Linked DNA regions of Pan troglodytes: region 2 is linked to region 1. A link is a contact called in public HiChIP or PLAC-seq data. All regions are on one chromosome and are shown on one strand. The core of a region is the stretch at or near the end of the contact, and the rest is flanking DNA. Distances in the headings are between cores, read along the strand shown. Region 1 holds the start of SPACDR (sperm acrosome developmental regulator). Region 2 holds the start of GNB2 (G protein subunit beta 2).

Region 1 (4,642 bases), core at 69-2,568:
AAAGGAAGAAAAAGAAAAAGAAAAAGATATTTTAAGAGACAGGGTCTTGCTATGTTGCCCAGGCTGGTCTCGAATTCCTGAGCTCAAGTGATCCTCCCATCTCAGCCTCCCAAAGTGCTGGGATTACAGGCTTGAGTCACTGCACCAGGCCAGGAAACAATTGTTGAACAAGTAATCAGAGGGAGGGGTGAGTCACTGGGGGCTGGGGAAAGAGGGAGGGGGTGTTAGGATGGTGCTGACCTTCCAGCTGCACATCTGCCAGCCACTCTGCAGGGCAGAGACCATGAGCGTGGAGACAGACTTGACGGCCGTCCTCGGCAGCTGCAGTAGGGATTGGCCCTGTTGGCCCAGCTCCACCTCGGTCTCCTCTGTAGTCTTGGCCAACACGCAGGGATCTGCCAGCTCGGGGGACTCACCCAACTTGGGCTTAGCCTCTTTTGGGAGCTCGACCAACCTCAAAGTCTCAACCACCTGGAGAGTCTTCTCCATCTTCTTCAATGAGTGTTTCTTGGAGTCAGGGTGTCCTGAGATGGTTGGTTTAATTTTCTGCCTCCAGAAGAAAACCTGAGAACCAAGACACAGAGAGGAGAGACAGGAGAGAGGGGCAGGGCAGAGACAACACCATCCACAGAAAAGAAGGCACAAAAGGGATGGAGCAGTGAGTTTCCTGGCCTCTCTTCCTTCTCCTCCAGCCCCTCCCCAGCTGTCCTTTCCTTCCTCCCCACTCCATCTTGTTTGGCCACAGGCCAGGAAGGGAGGGAACCCACGCAGTAAGGGGCTACTGAGACCCATGCCCTCATCCCAGCGTATCATGAGGACAGAGTGGTCTCAGAAACTCACCCAGGAAATAATCCTTTGCCAAGCCCGTCTAACCCATCGGAAGAACTTCATGACCACAACCATCTCTCTTGATGGGAAAAACACAGAAGAAAGGGCAGAGCTAGCATTTGGTACGGTGGGGGTGGCGGGTGGGGGATGGGGTGGGCTGTGGGCCAGTGACCACCTCTTGAGGGGTCTCCTGTGAGCTTCAAGCACAGCAGTAAAGAAAGAAGTAGGAAATCCTGGGGGAAGCCCCTCCTGGCAATGAATCCCAGACCTTTTCTCCCCTCCCTGGGACAGGGAGAGGAGTTGAAGTAGGTGAGAACCTACAGTGAGGGAGAGTTCTAGACCATTGTGAGGCTGTCTGGCCCTGACCCCAACCCCCGAGGCCCTGCCCAGACCCACAGAGTCCATCTCTTCCACCCTGGCTCTTCTTCGCTCAGATCCAGGGAAAATAAACTAACACGTAACAAACTAATAAGCACTGTTCCTGCATCACGTCCTGCAGTCCCTTCACAGCAGCCCTTCAAGATAGGTATTATTGTTAGTGCCACTTCACCAAAGAGGAATCTGAAATTCAGGAAAGCTGAACGGGGTCGGGCATGGTGGCTCATGCCTGTAATCCCAGTGTTTTGGGTGGCTGAGGCAGGAGGATCACTTGAGGCCAGGAGTTGAAGACCAGCCTGGGCAACATAGTGAGACCCCCCCCAACTCACTATGTTTAAATTTTTCAAAAAAAAAGTTTAAATCAGTTGGGAGTGGTGGGGTGTGCCTGCAGTCCCAGCTACTCAGGAGGCTGAGGCAGGAGGATTGCTTGCGCCCAGGAGGTGGAGGCTGCAGTGAGCCATGATTGTGCCACTGCACTCCAGCCTGGGCAACAGAATGAGACCCTGTCTCAAAAAAAAAAAAAAAAAAAAAAAAAGGAAGGAAGGAAGGAAGGGAGAGGAGGGAGGAAGGAAGAGAGAGAGAGACAGAGAGGAGAGAAAGAAAGAGAGAGAAAGAAGAAAGAAGGAAAAGAACAAAAGAAAGAAAAGAAGGAAAGAAAAAAACCAAAAAGAAAGACAAAAAAGGAAGGAAGGAGGGAAGGAAGGAAGGAAGCAAGGAAGGAAAAAACTTAAGAGAGCCAGGTGTGGTAGCTCACACCTGTAATCCCAGAACTTTGGGACGCCAAGGTGGGAGGATTACTTGAAGCCAGCAGTTTGAGATCAGCCTGGGCCATATAGCGAGATGGTCTCTACCAAAAAATTTAGGCCAGGCGCAGTGGCTCATGCCTGTAATCCCAGCACTTTGGGAGGCTGAGGTAGGCAGATTACTTGAGTTCAGGAGTTTGAGACCAGCCTGACCAAAGTGGTGAAACCCCTTCTCTACTAAAAATACGAAAAAAAAAAAAAATTAGCTGGGTGTGGTGGTGCACACGTGTAGTTCCAGCTACTCAGGAGGCTGAGGCATGGAAATCGCTTGAACCTGAGAGGTGGAGGTTGCAGTAAGCTGAGATCTCACCACTGCATTCCAGCCTGGGTGACAAGAGCGAAACTCCGTCTCTAGCTGGGCATAGTGCCACATGCCTGTAGTCCCAGCTACTTAGGAGGCTGAAGTGGGAGGATCACTTGAGCCCAGGAGTTGAAGACTGCAGTGATCTATGATCACACCACTGCACTCCAACCTGTGCAACATAGCAAGGCCCCATCTCTACAAAAATAAAGAAAATTAGCTGAACGTGGTGGCGCACACCTATAGTTCAGGGAGGCCAAGGCGGGAGGATCACTTGAGCCAGGGACGTGGAGGCTGCAGGGAGCTGTGATTGTGCTGCTGCACTCTGGGCATCAGAGCAATACCCTGTCTCAAAAAAAGAAAGGAGAAATGAAAAAAAAAAAAAAGAAAAACCAAAGAAGTTGCCCAAGGTTATGAACCTAGGGAAACCTAAGGAGGCAGAGAGTCAGGCACTCCAAGACAGGCCAGCCTCCTTGGAGGCTGCTGGGGCCAGGGGATCCCGGGGCTAGGGGCCTCCTGGGGCTACAGCTGCAGCTCTCGCCTCTTCCCCACTAGATGGGGTCCTTCTCCATTGCTGCTGACTCTTCCGCCTGGGACCGGAGCCCAGGCTGCCAGGGAGGGGCCAGCTCACCCACAGGGCCCGTCCTCAGCTGGCCGGGGGTGGGAGCCACGGCGGCTGGCCAGGCCTGGCAAGGGCACCGTGTGCCCGGGGAGCCTGGCCCACACTCAGCCCCGAGACAAGGGGCCCATTCAGGGCCCCCCGCCCCGCCCCCAAGCAGCCACCCGGATCCAGCCCGCAGAGGGGACACACTGGGAAGCCGGGGGTGGATCTTGGGCAACCACCAAAGACCTTATTGTTTCCCGGTCCCCCCGCCCAGCACGTGGGCAGACGCCCCCCCACCCCCAATCCTCACTTGCCCCTTCCCAGGACCCGAACCGCTGGCTCCCTTCTCCAGCCTCTGTCTCAATTCCTCCGTCTCCCACGCTTTAAACCTCCCCAGTCTGCAAAAGATCTCAGGGGAGCCCTAAACGGCAGGCACGACCCCTGAGTCTGAACACAAGCAACAAACGAGATGTCAACCTCCAAATTCAAGTTTCTTCAGAGTTTTTAATTATTATTATTATTTTAATAACAACCTGAATCCCAGAACTTCCAGATACTGTCCACACTCCCTCCTCTGGGCACAGGAGAGGAGGCACCTCAAGGGAACAAGATGGGGGTGGGGTGTCTGCCGGGGAGCCTCCGACTCCCCCAAGCCGTCTACTGCTGGGGGGTCCCAGGAGGGAGGGTGGGGGTTGGTTCCCTCCCAGAGGGGGCTCCCTCTGACGCCCCGTCCTGAAGCCCTCCCTCCTCCATCAAGGCTGGGGATGATGAGGAGATGGGGCAGGGGCCGGGGGACCAGGCCATTACTGAGCCTTGAACTCCCACCCCGGGAACACGGGGACATTAAAGCTGCATAGGAAGAGGGGGCAGGCGGCTGACACAAGGCCGGGCAGCCCCAAAGGCACATTGTAAGGGAAGGGAGGCTCAGACGGAGGGCCCATTGGGCGCAGGGGGCCCAAGCCGTGGGACCCCCGAGGAGGGCAGCTGAGCCAGCTGCTCCGGGCTGGCCAGGGCACGCAGCAGCCCATTCTCCTGCTCCAGCGCAGCGTTCCGCTCCGCCAGTTCCCGGATCTGCTCCTTCAGCACCTCCACCTCCTCCCGGACCGCAAACATGAGGTGGGACTTCACCAAGTCCTGGGGGCCCCGGGACAGGCACAGCGTCAACGGGGTGGGTGCCTCATCCCCTGCCCAGTGCCTTGAGGGCCGGGGTGGGAGACAGTCCCCAGTGTCCAGAGGATGAGGGACAAAGCAGGGAAGGGACAGGGGAAAAGGACGAGGGACAGAGGCAGAGTCAGGGCTCAAAGACAGAGATGGGGACCAGTAGCCAGACTAGAGGCTGGGCAAAGTCAAGGGTGGAGGTGGTGGCAGGAGGGGGCAGAGGATGCCCAGCAGGGAGAGGGATGGAGGAGCTGGGAGTTGGTGTTCCCTGGTAAGGAAGAGGACAGGGCTGGGGTGGAGGGATGGCTTAAGGGGGCCAGGATCTCCTGGGACCAAGATGGCTTCTCTTACCATGGCTTGCTCGATTTTGTTGTCAATGCCAACCAGGCTTCCGGAGCCACTGGAGAGACACAGGAAGGTGAGGGGAGGAGAGGAGGAGCCTTCCCAGGTGCTGGTTTCTTGGACCACAGCCTCCCGCCCACACCCCCCTGTACCTGTGACAGTAGAGAATGAGGGAGAGGAGGGTTTTGTCCATCCCCCTGCGGGTTGAAGGCCGCTGCCCAGGGCCTC
Region 2 (4,736 bases), core at 959-3,458, 210 kb after region 1:
TTTATGTTCATGAGTACCCAGTGTTTAGCTCCTACTTATAAGTGAGAACATGCAGTGTTTGGTTTTCTGTTCCTGCAGAAATGTATCCACTTAGGATAAAAGCCTCTAGCTGCATCCATGTTACTGCAAAGGACACGATTTCTTCTTCTTTTCTTTTGTTTCTTCTTTCTTTCTTTCCCTTCCTTCCTTCTCTCTTTTCTTTCTCTTTCTCTCTCTCTCTTTTCTGCATCCATGTTGCTGCAAAGGACATGATTTCTTCTTTTTTCTCTCTTCCTTTCTCTTTCCTTTCTTTTTTTCTTTCCTTCCCTTCCTTCCCTCCTTTTCTTTCTTTTACTTTTTCTTCTTTCGTCTTTCTTTCTTCTTCTTGAGTCGAAGTCTTGCTCTGTTGCCCAGGCTGGAGTGCAGTGAGTGGTGTGATTTTGGCTCACTGCAACCTCCGCTTCCTGGGTTCAAGCAATTCTCCTGCCTCAGCCTCCTGAGTAGCTGGGATTACAGGTGTGTGCCACCACGCCCAGCTAATGTTTGTATTTTTAGCAGAGACGGGGTTTCACCATATTGGCCAGGCTTGTCTCAAACTCCTGACCTCAAGTGATCCACCCGCCTCGGCCTCTCACAGTGCTAGGATTACAGGCGTGAGCCCCATCTCGTTCTTTCTTATGGCTGCGTGTTTTGATACTTTCAAATTACAAGGACTCAGTGAAGGCTATTTGTTGCCTTGAACTTCCCAAAGCATTTCCACAATCGATGGGGTTCTCAGTAAGAATCTGGGACTTGCAGGGCAGATGCTGTCAACGTCCCCATTTAACTGAGGCCTAGACCTACGTTCTTGTCCCTTTACAGGCAAGGTCCCTGGAGGAAGAGGTTCATCTAGAGGCTCATACAGATATACTGGAATGTACAGTAAAGTTTTGGCTGCCTGGGTTCATATCTAAACTCTGCAGCCTCAGGTCTCTTTCCACTATTAGAAAATGGGGAGAAGGCTGGGCGCGGTGGCTCACGCCTGTAATCCCAGCACTTTGGGAGGCCGAGACGGGCACATCACCTGAGGTCAGGAGTTTGAGACCAGCCTGGCCGACATGGTGAAACCTCGTCTCTACTAAAAAAACAAAAAAAAAATTGGTGGGCATGGTGGCGGGCGCCTGTAATCCCACCTACTCCAGAGGCTGAGGCAGGAGAATCGCCTGAACCCAGGAGGCGGAGGTTGCAGTGAGCCGAGATCATGCCACTGCACTTCAGCCTGGGTGACAGAGTGAGACCCTGTCTCCAAAAAAAAAAAAAAAAAAAGAAAAGAAAAGAAAATGAGGAGAATGTTAGCACTTAATTTCCCAGTATTGTGAGACTTAACATATGTCAGCCTGGGCAGCATAGCAAGACCCCACCTCTACCAAAAATTTAAAAATTAGCTGGGCATGGTGGCTGGGGCACGCCTGTGGTCCCAGGTACTAGGGAGGCTGAGGCAGGAAGATCACTTGAGCCGAGGAGATTGAGGTGGCAGTGACCTACAATCGCGTCACTGTACTCCAATTAAAAAATAAGTGTCGGGCCAGGCGCGGTGGCTCACGCCTGTAATCCCAGCACTTTGGGAGGCCGAGACAGGCAGATCACGAGGTCAGGAGATGGAGACCATCCTGGCTAACACCGTGAAACCCCGTCTCTACTAAAAATACAAAAAATTAGCCGGGTGTGGTGGCACACGCCTGTAGTCCCAGCTACTCAGGAGGCTGAGGCAGGAGAATCGCTTGCACCCGGGCAGCGGAGGTTGCAGTGAGTTGAGATAGCACTCCAGCCTGGGCGACAGAGAGAGACTCCGTCTCAAAAAAAAAAAGTGTGGCACTCAATAAATGAGTTGTTATTTCAGTGGCAAGCCCTGAAAGGGGGTCTACAAAGGCCCAGTGGGCGAGGCTGAGGAAATGCCTGGACACGACCCTTCTCATGGCATTCCCGGGGCGCCCGCATCAGCCCCTACCCACTCCCGCTCGGGGACTTTCTCGGAAGCGCGCTTCTTCTTCCAGCAGCCTCGAGGCCGGCCCCGTCCAGGTCTCTTTAGCTCCGCCCCCTGGTGAGGGGCGTGGCCTCCTCAGGGCCGGGGCGTGGCCCAACCGGGAACTGGGGCGTCGAACTCCCCTTCCCAGTCTGGAGCCACCCAATCCAGGCGGGGCGGGAGGCTGATCACGTGACCAGCGATAGGTCTCACCCTCCTCATATGCCAGTACCACCTCCTCCAGTCCCAGAGGGGGGATGTCTTACTCCTTTCCGTGAAGCAAACCCTTTATTTGAGTACGGTTTGCGTCCACAAAGCGCAGGGTGAGAACCTTGGGAGCGACTGGGCCCGTCTTTGCTCCCTCGGTGGGGTTTTGTCTCCTGGCTTCCCCCAAGTGCGAGGCAGTTGGTCTCGCCCAGCCGGGTCCTGGGCGCGGCGGCGGCAGCCGCGTCACTGGCGGGCGGGATCCCTCCGCTCTGGGGAGGCAGCGCTGGCGGCGGGGCTGGGGCCACTGAGGAAATCCATCCGCGCCGCCGCCGCCGCCGCCGCCGCCGCCTCCTCCGCCGCGGAGGAAGACAGCGCCGCCCGCGCACCGCCAGCGACCCCCGCCGCAGAGTCCCACCGCCACAGGTACCTTCGCTGGCAAAAGGAGTCCTCTCGCCCCCCAGCCCCAATTTCCCCCAGGGGAACCTCTCTTCCTTCGGTCTCCCCGGGCTGGCCTCCTGGGAGAGGACGTAACTCCCCAGACCTCCCCTCCCTTCCCCTCTTGCCCGGTCGCTCCCAAACCCGGAAGGGGAACTGGGGGAACCCTCACCCCCCACCGTGCGTGCGCTTCCCCGCACCATCAGCGAAGTTTTTGCCCGACCCCAGACCCCAGCCCAGCCCCGACTGCCTCTTGCTCCCTCGGAAGTTGGGGGGCTAAATTCCGGGCTTCCTCTAGGCCCCGCCCCGCCCCCTTTCCCCACCGCCACTCTCCCGCCTGCCCCCGGGGAGCACCCCTCGTGTCCTCCACTGTCGCACCCCTGCCGGCCCTCGCCTTGCACAACTCCAAAATCGGGGAGAAGCAGGCAAGGCCGCGCGCCACCCTTCCTTTCGTCTCCACCCTACCCACGATTTGGGTGCTGCCCGTGGTTTCTGGCCCCACTTGCCGAAACTGGAGCCCTCGGCGCCCTATTCCCTTTACAGATCCTCACCCCAAGCCCAGCTCCCAGGCGCCCGCCCCCCGCCCAGCTTTCTTTTAGGCAAAATGGAGGTCGTGGGGGCTGGAGGGCCAGGCCCACTGCGCTTCGCAGCGCCGCACCAGCCCGCGCCTTCCAGCTGCCAGATCCAGGGACCCTCCCGTCACCTCTCCTGAGCCCCGCCAGACCTGCGGAGGCGGTTGCACCCTCATTTCTCTATGGAGCCCCGGCTGCTATATCCCTAGAGTCTGGGGGCTGCTGAGGGCCCTGGGGGGTGATGGGGACCGAGGGCTGAGAACGTCGCCCCCGCCCCCAGTTTCTTCCTCCAGCCGTGCTTCCTTCTGCCCTGGGCCTCCGGCGGTGCCGCCAGGCCTGGGCTGCTAGTAGGTGGAAGAGGCTTTGTGCGGGCCTGGGGGTTGGGTAGAGTAAGGAGTTCTGCCCGCACCCCCCACCCCCCGATTTTGAGGGTCACCCCTTGGCACTGGCGTAGAAAGCTGAACTTATAAGGAGGGGAAATGTCAGTGGGGAAGAGGAACGCCCTGCGCCTGGGGGAAGTGGGAGCTGGGTGGGGGACGCCTGGGCCGGCCAAGTGCAGTGTGTACGGCCGGATCGCACAGGTGTCCCGCGGGCGGAGGAGGACTCAGGCTCCCGGAGCCGAGTCAGCCAGGCCCCTGGGGCCCGGGCGCCGAGCCTGCGGGCTGGGCCCCCCGGGTGTCCGGGGCGCCGCGGCCAGGCCGCCTGGGGCGGCCCGCCCGCGCCTGGGAGAGAGCACCTCCGCGCCTCGGGGCCGGGGACCTCGTTGCGGAGCCGTAATTACTCGAGACTGGCTCCCACGGGCTTTCTGCGGGCGCGGCGGGGCGGGCGGTCCCTGCGCTGGAGGGAGTAGCGGCTCGGGGCTGCCTTCCCCGCCGCTGTCACCCCCACCCGCGGCGGACGGCTAATGGGGCGCAGCCGGACCGGGGATTATCCGGGGTGAGCCGTCCAGAACCTATTAGCGCCCAATCGGCTTTTCCCAAATCCTGTAAACAGCCACCCGGGCCGGTTCTGGGGAGGGCGGGAGGCTGGGTCGGGCGGGGGCGATGGGGCCGGGGGTGGGGTCACCCACCCTACAGGTCTCTGCCGTGGATGCGGTTGCCTTGGCAACGGGGCTAGGGTGGGGGCATTTCACCAATGAGGTGCTCTCGGTCCGGGTGACGGTTGCCTAGGCAACCCCACGAACAGCCCAGCTTTCCCCTCTGGTCTCTCCCCCCACCCGCCACCATCGAAGCTGGGGGTGTGTGTGGAGGGTGTGCGCCTTGTGGGGTGAATTTCAAGAGGCACCGCCCCTTTTAAAATTAGGTGCTTGGAGGGCGGTGCCTGTGCGGGCTGGGGCAGAAGCCAGGTCTGTTTTCGAAGGGACACCCCCACCCCCGCCCCAGTTCCTGCCGCGGGTGTCCTGCCCGGGCTGTGTCCGAGGGAGGGGTTTCCCCTGCGCTTCCTCTTGCACTTCCCGCTCCGTTTCCGGGGGGCGGGAGGAAGATTGGGGAAGTCGGCTCTTACTCGGCGACGTCTCTGGTGCCGGAGACCCTGGTTGTGTC

Evidence for each region. HiChIP or PLAC-seq counts read pairs in DNA pulled down with a chosen protein or histone mark.
Region 2: an H3K4me3 HiChIP or PLAC-seq map of stem cell-derived excitatory neurons shows a contact between it and region 1, with 9 times the contacts expected there. The contact joins the promoter of GNB2 here to the promoter of SPACDR in region 1. A contact is called at or near these places in 1 of 7 Hi-C or Micro-C datasets (stem cell-derived neural progenitor cells) and 1 of 1 datasets of contacts at active chromatin or transcription factors (stem cell-derived excitatory neurons).

The regions. Positions count from the first base shown.
Region 1 is chr6:109,927,405-109,932,046 of NHGRI_mPanTro3-v2.0_pri, forward strand. It overlaps SPACDR (sperm acrosome developmental regulator), which reads right to left and starts at 1,319. Exons shown (of 4, transcript XM_016946201.3): 1 at 1,004-1,319; 2 at 841-907; 3 at 241-564. The coding sequence starts at 1,233. It overlaps TSC22D4 (TSC22 domain family member 4), which reads right to left. Exons shown (of 5, transcript XM_519260.9): 4 at 4,424-4,472; 5 at 3,399-4,048. The coding sequence ends at 3,839.
Region 2 is chr6:110,134,143-110,138,878 of NHGRI_mPanTro3-v2.0_pri, forward strand. It overlaps GNB2 (G protein subunit beta 2), which reads left to right and starts at 2,209. Exons shown (of 10, transcript XM_016946195.4): 1 at 2,209-2,611.